Regions from separate parts of the Hordeum vulgare genome. Here region 1 is linked to region 2. Evidence: chromatin contacts called from public Hi-C data. All regions are on one chromosome and are shown on one strand. The core of a region is the stretch at or near the end of the contact, and the rest is flanking DNA. Distances in the headings are between cores, read along the strand shown. Region 1 has its middle 220 kb from the start of LOC123397659. Region 2 holds the start of LOC123397659 (putative HVA22-like protein g).

Region 1 (5,829 bases), core at 897-3,396, 220 kb before region 2:
TCATTTGCTCTACCTCTTGAAGTGAATGTTGGTGGTAATCTTTGTTTTGCTGATGTACTACGTAGAAAAGCTACTACTATTCGTGCTCGTCCACAACATACCCAACTTAAAAATGATTTGGTTGAGCATATTTGGAGTAGGTCTCGAAATAATCATCACAATTAGTCACGGCAGGATATTGATATTTGCATGTTACTATTCATTTTTTCTTCAAGTAACATTGAGGATCAACATGATATCTTACGTGTATTTTATTCCAGGACAATGCTATGATATGGTGATTGTTGCAGTGGCCATCAAGATCAAAATAAATGGATGGTTTACGAGAGATGTTACCTATGTTTGGTTTACGCTTTCTTATGAAGACTCGAGTAATGTTTAAGTATCATGCCATGCTGCTATGTGCCATCAGTTTGTTGATTATTCTTGTACAGGTCGAAATAATCGGCTTGTTGCTGGAGGTGTTATTTTTTATGTTTGTAATGCTTCCCTATGCAGACTTAAGTAATGTTTAAGTGTATTGTCATGGTGTTAGTGTACATTTGTTTGATGTTGCTTACTAATTTAGCTGAATGTCATATTTGTATGTTGATTGAGAAATGAGATGGCTACAAAGATGTAATTTATGTTGGATCACAATAGGTGACATGCACAGTATTTATTACAATCAGTTTTGTAGCCAATCTAAGGCCCTGTTTGTTTTAGAAGTTTTAGGACTATTTTTAGTCCCAACTAAAAAGTCCCTAGTCCCTACTCGTTTGTTTTCCATGGACTAAACAGGGACTAAATGTCATTAAATGACATGCAAAAAGACCATGTTACCCCTAGTAATATACTATAAGTTATTAAATGACATGCTAAAAGTAGGTGTAATGTTGAAAAAAGTGTCAAAAAGTCCCAAAAAGACCCTTCCATAGGGACTTCTTCTTTAGTCCCAAATACCCCTTTTAGTCCCTAAAAGTCCCTCCTGTTTGTTTCACATGGGACTAAAAGGGACTTTTTTTAGTCCCTACACCAAAAAGTCCCTGGAAACAAACACCCCCTAAAAGCTAGCCTATTGTATGGATGAAGACTTTGGTCCAGTTCGTTTGGCCGTTTCTCCAAGAATCGACCATCCGCCCAGCTTTTTTCAAAATCTTGAATCCATATTTTTTTGACAATTCTATCTAGTTAGGATGTAATAAGGATTGTAAATAATATAGGGATACAAGATTTTGGAAAATGTTGGGTAAAGGGTTGGTTGACTTGGTTCTGAAGATTCTTATAGAATTGACAAAAAAACAAAGCCTTTATGTGACGTGGCAATGGTTATAGCCAGCAGCCGGATGTGCTGTTAACCATGCTCTCATGTTACCGCAGTTCGGGCTGCAGAAATTTTGTCCAAAGATTCTGCAACAGTTATGAACCTGGTAGCAGGGTGGTGCTGCAACTTCGTGGAGCATCTTCAGACTAGCAGTAGTGCTAGCATTTACCTCTTGCGAATTCAAGGCACCACTTCAACACTCACCTACCCGAATATCTGGCAAAAAAGAAAAGAACTGTTGCCGTAGAGTTCTATGCACAGTTTGACGCTTCTCCGGTCTCCCAAGCGATGACAAAAATATGCTAGCGAACACTTTTCTGAATATGGACTGACATACTGAAACTCTGGAAGTGAAAAACAGGATACCTGAAGGTTATTATGTATGATGCTAACTCTGAAATCCATAGACTGCCTAATTCACACCAACGAGTAAAATCTTCTTGTGCTTCTGGCCTCCATAGTAGCAACAAAGAGTGCTAAATTATTGGCATGGGTAGAAACTGTTACGGTTAAGAAATTACAACCTTGCATTCTTTTCCCTTTCTTCAATGTTGCCAGACGTCATGGTTATACTGTGAGTCTGTGAAGTTCTTCAATTCCTTGTTGATGGCTGGTTTCTGGAGCAGCTATTGATACGACCATAATTGCGATGTAATGCGTTGCTGACCGCTGTGTGTCACGACCGAGTCATGACCTACGCTTGCGTTGCTGACCGCTGTGTGTCACGACCGAGTCATGACCTACGCTTGCGTTGCGTTGCTGACCGCAGTAGTAATGCTTGGCAGGTTGCGCTTCAGTTACGCCAGGAGTAATTACATGATTCATGACGAGTGAATGCGAGTGGAGGAGTGTTAGTTAGGCTTTGGTTTTGGGCTGGCTACCTGAGGCTGTCAGTATGGTTACCTGGATCATCCTTGGGCGGGGCCGCAGGATACGATCGACATCAATGTCTCTGACTCGTCCAGCTGTGAAATTTGTTTCTAATTTTAGATTTTTTAAAGGAGGTTAAAGCCCCTGCATTAATTATTTCATAAAAATCTGAAAGAAGATACATCAATCCGAAGCCATTATTCATAATACAAACTCGATAATGTAAAGTGTTCGTACTCTTCATATCTAAAATTGATGTTATCGTCAATTTATCCATATAATGTATCGAGGCAACACTCGGTGTAGCAGATCTAAAACGCAAACCACATGCACACATTTTAAAAGCTTCACCATGACACCACTAACTTATCTTCACGAGAGAGATCCGCATCATCCTTGCCAGTCCGGACATCCGTCGATATCACCATAGCGTCGAACGGCGCCACCGCCTGCGCTTGCCCATCCAAACGCGAAGACTCACGAAGATATGTCGGCGTAGCATCTGCCAACGAGGCATTACTCGGCGTAGTACCTGTCGGCCACACATGACTTGACAGCTTCATCGAAGCTCCGTGCAAGATGAAGCCGCTCCACCTCCTGCCTTTGTCTTCCAGCGCTGCTCCACAAACGATGTTTTCAAGAGAGAAACGACACATCATTACCGACATCGTTCGATGTGGAAGACCAAATCTTAGAGTTTCCCCGAAGCGGCATGAGTGGGTCGACAACAGTTACACGACGATGCCTTTAACAAGGTACAGACGCAGAACGCCATCATCGTCCGCCAATGACTCGGTTTTAACCGGCAACTATGTCTTCCCAACTCGCGGCCGCGACTAGATGACGGATCTTGAGATCCGACTACCCAGCCTCAGGCCGACCACCTCCGACAAAAGAGGTGGCCACCACCGCCATGCCCAGGACCAAAGCCCTTGACATCCTCGTGTTGCACGTCGAGCCTAGTGGCACCATGTCGTTGACGGAACGGTACGCGTCAACAACTTGTGCGGCCCGCTGAAGCCCATCTGCGATCAGATCGGGCACCCCATGTCGTCGTCGCATGACCCGTTGCCATACTCCGCCGCCTGCATGCCGAAACTGGCCGTCGCCGCCCCGCGTCATTCCCTATATTCGGTAGGCAAGGATCGCTGCCCCCATGATCGGATCTGGCCGAGAAAAAACATTGCCGCAACCGCTCCGGCGAACAAGATTTGCGTGTGAGCTCCCGAAGGCGGCGAGATAAAGGAGATGGCGTTGGAGAGGACCGGAGAAAGGGGGCAGGGGAGCTCCGATGCGGCGAGACGGCGCCACACGGGAGCGGGAGGGGTGGGAGCATGATGGCTAGATGTGATGGGCACCGAACACTCTGACGCCGCCGGGCGCCTCCGTGAGATGCGATCTCACGATCTCTTTCCCACTTAGATTAACTACAACTCCCCGTTTCTAATTTTAGATGGAGCTCTTTTTGAGTTGGATGAAACTTTTATTTGTTGAGTAGTGAAGTATGAACCCTATGCTTGAGTAGTGAAGTCTGCAATTTTGGTATACTATATATGCACTCCAATTCATAGAATTGTGCTATGACACTTCTCTTTTTTCTCATGGAGTAGCAGTATTAGTTTCAGCGCGAACATGCCTAGGTTGTTCTTTCTCAGTCCACTGAGTCGGCCAAGAAAAATATTTACCTCGTTGGACAATAATAGGCCCAAATAGTCCAAAGAGAAGATCAAATGGATCTTATATAGGACCATTAAAAAGGGAGAGCAACTAGTTAGCAATCACTCATTCAAAAACCTTCCAGCAAGATATTTCCTATTCAACGCCACAAACATCATTTAACGTGCATTTTTGTTAACTCACGTTTGTGGCATTCGTTAATGGGCCGACCCATCTAGGCCCCAACTGATGATTTTTTTTGAAAATTTTATGAACTTTTTAAATATTGATGAACTTTTCTTAAATTTCAACGAATATATTTTAAGATTGATGAAATTTTCTCTGAAAATCAATGAACCTTTTCTAAAATATTAAACGTCTATGAACTTTTTTAAATATCGATGAACTTTTTTGAAATTTTATGAATATTTTTTTGAAAGCGGGTGATTTTTTATCAAAACCGATGAACTTTTTAAATATTTATGAACTTTATTTTAGTTCAATGAACTTTTTTTAAAATACACGAACATTTATGAATTTGTATGAACTTTTTTCAACTTCTATGAACTTTTTAAAGACTTAGTGAACTTTTTCCAAATCGGATGAACTTTATTTTCAATTGCGATGAACTTTGTTTTAAATTGGTGAACTTTTTTCAGAATTGATGAACCTTTTTGAAAGATATGAAAAAAAATCAAATGGACGAACCTTTTTCTTTAAATCTGTAAACCTTTTTTGATTTTATATTTTTATTTTTTTAATAAATAGAAAATCTGAACGATTTTTTCTACTAAATCAACAGGAAAAGAAACATATCAAAGAAAATACTACACAACACGCTAGTGCGCTGGCCCATGCCATCGACGATGCACAGGTCGGATCGTTAACGGACGCATGCAGCACTTCATAGGAGCTCCCTTCCAGCAAACACTTCCATGCATTACCACTTGGCGCATTCTCAGCCGCCGCCACGTGTCATCCGCTGAGCATTTCCTTCTGATTTATTTTTTTATTTTTCGCATACGCTTTCGGCATTTTAGATGTTTTTTTTCATTTTTGTGGTGTTTTTGATTTTTTTTTCTTTCTTAGCTTTTGATGGAAAAATACTTTTAAAAACAATTACGTAAAAAACTGTTTTTTCAGTTTTTTTGCGAGAGACACGATTTTGCTTTCGCGAGAATCACAGTTTTGCCTTCGTGAGAGGCACGGCCCAGAATAAAAAAACACATTTTTGTTTTTTACGACATGCACGGTTTTACTTTCGCGAGAGACACTGCCATGCCTTTCGGAAACGAAAAAATATGTTTTCTTTTTTTTACGAGAGACACGATTTTGCTTTCACGAAAGGCACGGTTGTGTTTCTCGACATGATTTTGCTTCCATAAGAGGCATCATTTTATTTTCACGACGTGCACGGTATCTTATTGTATTTTCTCTTCTCTAAACACTATAAGAACTGCAAAAAACACGCACGAGCTAGGATTAGAACCCGCATCGCGAAAATCAGTGATCGACACATAACCAACCCAACAACTTCACGAGGTGTGATAACATACATGTTTTTCATTCATTTTTTTTTTATGTTTCTCTGTCCTTTTATATTTTATTTTTCCTTTTCCAAATTCATTTTTTTCAAGTAGATGAACTTTTTTCAAAAACCATGAACGAATTTATTCGGAACTCGTGAACTCCTTTTTCAAATTGATGTTTTTTGAAAATCATTGAACTTATTATTCAAAATTGAACATATTTTTTCTAATTTGTGAACTTTTTATCAAAACCAATGATTTTTTAGAAATAGAGAACTTATTTTCAAAATATATTAACCTTTTTTCCAAATTTGATGAACTTTTTTCAAAGTCGTTGCTTTTTTCAGCATCAATGAACACTTTTCAGAGTCGATTTTTTTTCTAATTTGCTGAAACTCTTTCCAAAATCGATGAACCTTTTTCAAATTGATGAACTACTTCCCAAGTCAATGAACTATTTTTGCAAACAAA
Region 2 (5,669 bases), core at 885-3,384:
GGCACCCCTAGGCAACGGCGTCGTCGTCGTCAGAGCCGGTGAGGTCGACCAACGTAGGTGCAGGGCTGGCCCAGGGGAACGTCGTGTTCCAGAGCGCAAGTGCATGCGCCTCCGTTGTATGTCCCGCCGGTGTGGGCTGTGCTGGTGGCGTGTGGCAGCACAATAGCACGGGCACGCTCCTCCTCCTCCAACTCCCGTCGTTCCTCCTCCGCCTCCTTCTCCAACTCCATCAGCCGAAGGCCTTCGACGCGCTCCGCCCGCAGGTGCTGCGTCCTCCAGTGCTCGAGGTAGGCTTGCTCCTACTGCGTGTCGCACCCAGCCAGATGGGCGACGCACTGACAAACCCGCTGACGATGCCCGTCCACTGGTAGACCTCCCGCGGCTGCGGCTCTGTGGGCTCGGGCTTCGGCGGAGGTGGCATGACGCAATTGCCGGCAGCCGACAGCGCGATAGCCGCCGTGGGCTGCTGCTGGTACGCCGCCTCCTTGTCGGCCCTGCGCCGCACTTCCTCCTCGCTGTCGCAAAGAACAGCTGGCAGCGCCATCTGGTAGGCAGCCTCAACCTCCTGGTCCTCATCACTGACGACAGGCGGGGGCGATGGAGGGCCTCCTGGCTACACGTCGTGCACGCCACGACGGCGCTGCTCCTCGTGTCCAGCGAACTAGAGCTCCCAGTTGGGGGAGTCGGGCGCGTATGCAGGGTGTCGCCGCTGCTCCGTCGTCAGCAGACGCCGACGGTGGCTCACCTCCTCCACGTGCACCCGCGCCGACCGCGGCACGGCCGGCAACGAGATCCTCTCCGGATCCAGATGCCAGCCGTGCGGCAGGGTGACGTCGGGGTAAGGCAGCGGCACGTGGTGCTCTCAGTGCCACCGTGCTTGGTGCACCGGGACGCTCACACGCTGACGAGGCCGACGAGGAGATGGCGTGGGGATAGAGCGGGGCCTTGCCCTTGTTTGGGAAGCCGCCGGCCATGGTGCTAGGGTTTGCTCGCCGAGGAGGTGGCGAGATGGGGACGGGCGGGTTGTGGAAGCATATGACGGAACCCACCGCACGCGGGGATTAAAAAAGCCGACAACAGTTGCTGACGTGTGGACCCGAGGATGGCGGCCGTCATAAATAATGTTGAGCGCGGTGGTTGGGACGGACACTGAAAGGGCGCGCGCGTCCGTGCCGACGCATTTCAGTCCCAAATTTGGGTCGGAAATGGATCAGCGCGGACGCGATTTGAAAATGGGTTGGCGCGTTGGCCCATCATTTTTGTCCGCGCGGATCCAAACGGACGGCGGCGGACGAAATAGATCATCCAATTAGAGTTGCTCTAAGGCTAGTCATAGTAGGAAGTAACTTAAACTAGTAACATACATATATTACTAATCTATGTTATCACCTTCACAGTGGGTAATATGAGTTTCAATTGTAGGGATATATATCCGGTGCACCCACGCTTATGATGCTACCGGTGTAGCTGATGCCTTAGAGTGTTTTAAAAAATCTAAAAAAAATCTAGCACGTCAATGCAACATCAATGTATAAAATTTCGTATAAAAATTTAAAATATTTTCAAGATATTTTTTCTTGAGAGGAAAATATTTTTAAAATATAAAAATGATAAATTTAACATTAGTTTGATAATGGATCAAATTTAAAAGCCTAAATTATGTGATGTATTATCTGGCGTTGAATTTGTCATTTTTGTTTTTGAGTTATGTTTCGAATTTTCCTTGAGATTTTATAGCAACCTACAGTAATATTGTGAGTGTGCTATTTTTTAAAACATTTTATTTGCACAATGTGAGTTTGGTACCGATAGCATCACAAATTCCGGTGCACCGAATATTTTCGCCCGGTTGTAGATGCTACCTCATCAAAAGCACGCAACAAGTTGACGAGAGAGTTTTGACGAGTCTATCCGTCCATGGAAGCATGTGAGGCACGGAAGCCAAGGTCCAAGGCAGAAACGAAATAAATTCCGCAGCAATACTCATCGTCTTACCCACACGCGACCACCTCCCGCAGCATCTGCGTGTGGCCCCCACCGGATCATCCACCGCAAAGCGGCAAACGTGACGGAAGATACCGGGCCCGAGCGGGGCGGTGGCCTCCACCCCCCTCCGCAGTCAACAAACAACGTCCGTCCGACTCGGCAACTTCCTACTTCCTCCAGTCGCGAGTCGTCTTCTCCATCTCCCGCAACACCTTCTTCCTCGCCCCCCTCCCGCCCGCCTTCTCCGGTATTGTGCTCCTCCCCAAACCCCCGCTCGTGCCCCTCAAGGAGCACCAGCGACCGCAATTTGCATCCCACGCGGTGCAGCGGGGATCGATCACCACGCCGCGGAGCGTCCACGCGCGCACGACTCTGCCTCCGCGCCTGCATTTCTGATCCGGCTGGTCGGCGGCCGGCGAGATGTTGGGGGGCCTCCTGTCCAAGACCCTGCTGTGAGTCTCCGTTCCTTGCGTAGGAGGATGGCTGTTCGCCGCTGCGCTGGGCTGGGCGAACGGGCTCGTCCGCTCGTGGCGGTTTCTCTTTCTCCTGTCTCCTGATTTTTTCTCCGACGCCGACGCAGGCTGCTGTTCGGGTACGCGATGCCGGCGTTCGAGTGCTTCAAGACGGTCGAGGCGCGCCCCAACGACGCGCACATGCTCCGCTTCTGGTGCCAGTACTGGTGAGCCGTTCCTTCTTCTTCCTCCATTCCCTTCGAGTTAACTTTCAGTATTGACGCGAATCGATGTGAAGTCGGATGCACTACTTGGATACCATACTATCCTGTGCTACCATCGTGATGCCACCTTTAGTTCCCCCCCCCCCCCCCCCCCCCCGTAACTTGTTTACTCGTTAAGCATGATATTAGTTCTTTATTTGTGTATCTAGACGAAAGTTCATGTTAATGATAGTGCCAACTTCAATAGCTGACTCACTTTTGCTTTTCCATTGGGTTACATGCGTTTTTTGTTTTGTTTCCACGTGTTATATGTTGGCTGTTATGCGGATGATGGCACCACGATCCTGCCTTGTGCTTGCAATAGACTTTTAACCCTCTTAAGCTGCAGCATTAGGATTCACGGTTCTATGCTTATTTCTTTTGTCTCGACGAAATGGTTGTAAGTTCTGGTACAGTTTCAGATTGGTATCGTACGAAAAGGCGCCGAGCTGCATGATCAGTAATTTCTATGCAGGGTGTTTGATCAGAAATCAATGCTCCAAACTAGAGGTCCCGGAGATTATTATTTTTTATATGATTTTCTTCTTTGTATATAGTTGTTACTAAGGGCTGAAACCAAACAGGGTTTAGTTTGTACCTATGCTTAAAAGGGAACATGTTCATGTACCATCTAAATCCATGTGTCTTTGCAAGTAAATAATTATTGGCATGCAGGAAAACAATACATTATTATTGCTGCGAGTTGGTAACACCCTTCATGCCTGACTTAGCAATTGGTAACTACTCCCTCCGTCCACAAATAAGTGTACATATAGATTTGTACTTAGTCAAACTTTTTAAAATTTGACCAACTTTATAAAAAATACTAGCAACATATATGGCATGAAAATTATATATTTGGAAACTTCATATAAAGATAAATCTATTGATACTAATTTTATGTCATAAATGCTAGCACCTTTTTCAATAAATAGTCAAAGTTTAACTAGTTTGACTGACAGAAAAGGAAAAAATACACTTATTACCGGACGGAGGGAGTACCATTCTAGACGTCTCACTTTACCCATTTTAACTGTTCCAATTTTCCCCAATTATTTTTCCGCCGTCCAAATGCCATGCTGGTCGGAGTGGCAGCCGCCGTGCAGCCACCACGCCCGGCTGCACTTCTTCTCCTCCTTAATCATCTTCTTGCCCACGCGTAGAAGGATGGATGTGTGGTGTGCAGCGGCGTTGGGAGAGGGGAGGAGTGGGTGTGGATAGGGTTTGCGGAGGAGGCCGGCAGGCTTTAAAGCCAGGGTAGGTTTCTCGGGCGGCGGGCAGCCATGAATGCAGGTAGGCGGGAGGCCGGTGCAGCCGGTTGGAATGCGCGGAGGGTTCTAGAGTGGCCAGATAGTGTTTTTGGGGTGGGACCGAAGCGTTGGAGTCCGATGTGGCGGACGTCTGGAATCCCCTAGAGCTCCCCCCCGATTTTGGGCCGGTCTGTGGGATTTTGAATGTTCGGACCAGTCCGGCCAGTTTTGGTGATCCGTATTGGATGGCTAAAAGTGTCCGGACGGTCCGGTGCGGACATTTGCGGGCATTTGGTTGACCTGCGCTGGAGATGCCCTTATTGTCTTTCTTTGTTTTGTTTTGTGAATAATGCCCTTATTGCCTATTCAAGTGAATACAGATCATACAACTTCCATGTTCCTTCATTGTTCCATTCCTTTCAGAAGATTTACATGCATTTCACTTAAATTACCGTCGGCTCCATGGAGCCTTGTATCGCCTTTTCCTTTTTGTGCATGTTTTCACTGTTGCCCGAGCAGAAATTTTATTTTATTTCCTGCACTTGGGCATGATGTATGGACGTGGTGGTTTTCTTTATATATAATAAAGCGGGGCGAAAGCCTGTTTCGATCGTTTCACTTAATTACCCAAAATTATAGTATTGTTTGCAAGTTGGTCACTTGAATTCTGACCAAGGCCTCGGATGCATAAACATGTTTTATTGTACTTAATCTGTACCGCTTACTCTTAATGAGGATGCTCTATCCCCTATGCACAATTATGAAATGGATTTTAGTGAGCCTATTAGATTTGATTCTTGGCCGACCCAGTAGGCATTAATTTAGTGTATATCGAGAAGATATTGCCCCCTTACCTAGGAATGTTTGAAAGAACAAGTGGTGCTTTTTGAGACCATAGCCCGTGTTTCTGATTTATATCCCAGAATTGAATTGCCTTTGATAGACTCATAGCAATCTAGTATCAATTAGACATTGCAACGCATCTGAAATTTCTAACGAACCAGGTTGTCGAATACAAGCTATTGGACAGTTGCACTTATTTTTTTGGGAAATTAGACATTTGCACTTGCTACTAGTCAGTGTACCCTTAAGGGTTCCCTAAACCAGTTTTGGGTCTAACTTATTAGTTACAAATTTTAACATTTTATTATGATATCATTGGTCAGTTCAAGCCGTCTTTGTTGTTGGAGTTTCGGTGCAGCTAAGATTAATAACTAGTATCTGGGCGTTTACAGATTTTCTATACTATACCTATTTCTATTTGTTACACTATTTCATTTATGTAAGCCCACTTAGCTTGGAGTAGTGCATCACAAGTTACCCAGCTTGAGTTTTTGAGTCGATCAATAGCTTGTGCAGTTTCTTAGTCTTCTGTCCACATCTACATGCGCGTTGAGGAAATATTCCAAATATCTATGGCAATCCATAGCATATCTCGCCCATCATTTGATTGATTTTCCACAAGGAATGCTTCCACATATGTTATTTTACTTTTCTGTTCCAAGAATTGAACACGACTGGACTGGGTCAATGACCAACTAAACTGGAATGCTTCCACATATGTTATTTTAATTTTCTGTTCCAAGACTTGAACATGACTGGACTGGGTCAATAACCAAATAAAATATGAAAATTTCTAAGACTACTATATTTACTTGATCAGTTAATTGACTTATAAGAAGACATATTCAAATTATGATATACATTTCCTAAATTGC

What was found. Hi-C and Micro-C count contacts between places; a contact is called where the count stands out from the background.
Region 1: a contact with region 2 is called in a Hi-C map of leaf, with 3 times the contacts expected there. The contact joins the enhancer-like site here to the promoter of LOC123397659 in region 2. A contact is called at or near these places in 3 of 6 Hi-C or Micro-C datasets (leaf and seedling) and 1 of 1 datasets of contacts at active chromatin or transcription factors (embryo).

What each region holds. Positions count from the first base shown.
Region 1 is chr5H:268,993,593-268,999,421 of MorexV3_pseudomolecules_assembly, reverse strand. No RefSeq gene overlaps it. Among protein-coding and RNA genes, the nearest start is that of LOC123397659, 220 kb to the right of the region's middle. Within about 2 kb of position 2,146, at least 1 of the 3 cell types and tissues checked has open chromatin away from gene starts, as enhancers often do. A contact at or near this core is called in leaf, where this site is marked.
Region 2 is chr5H:268,776,308-268,781,976 of MorexV3_pseudomolecules_assembly, reverse strand. LOC123397659 (putative HVA22-like protein g) reads left to right here and starts at 2,134. Exons shown (of 6, transcript XM_045092195.1): 1 at 2,134-2,438; 2 at 2,567-2,665. The coding sequence starts at 2,407.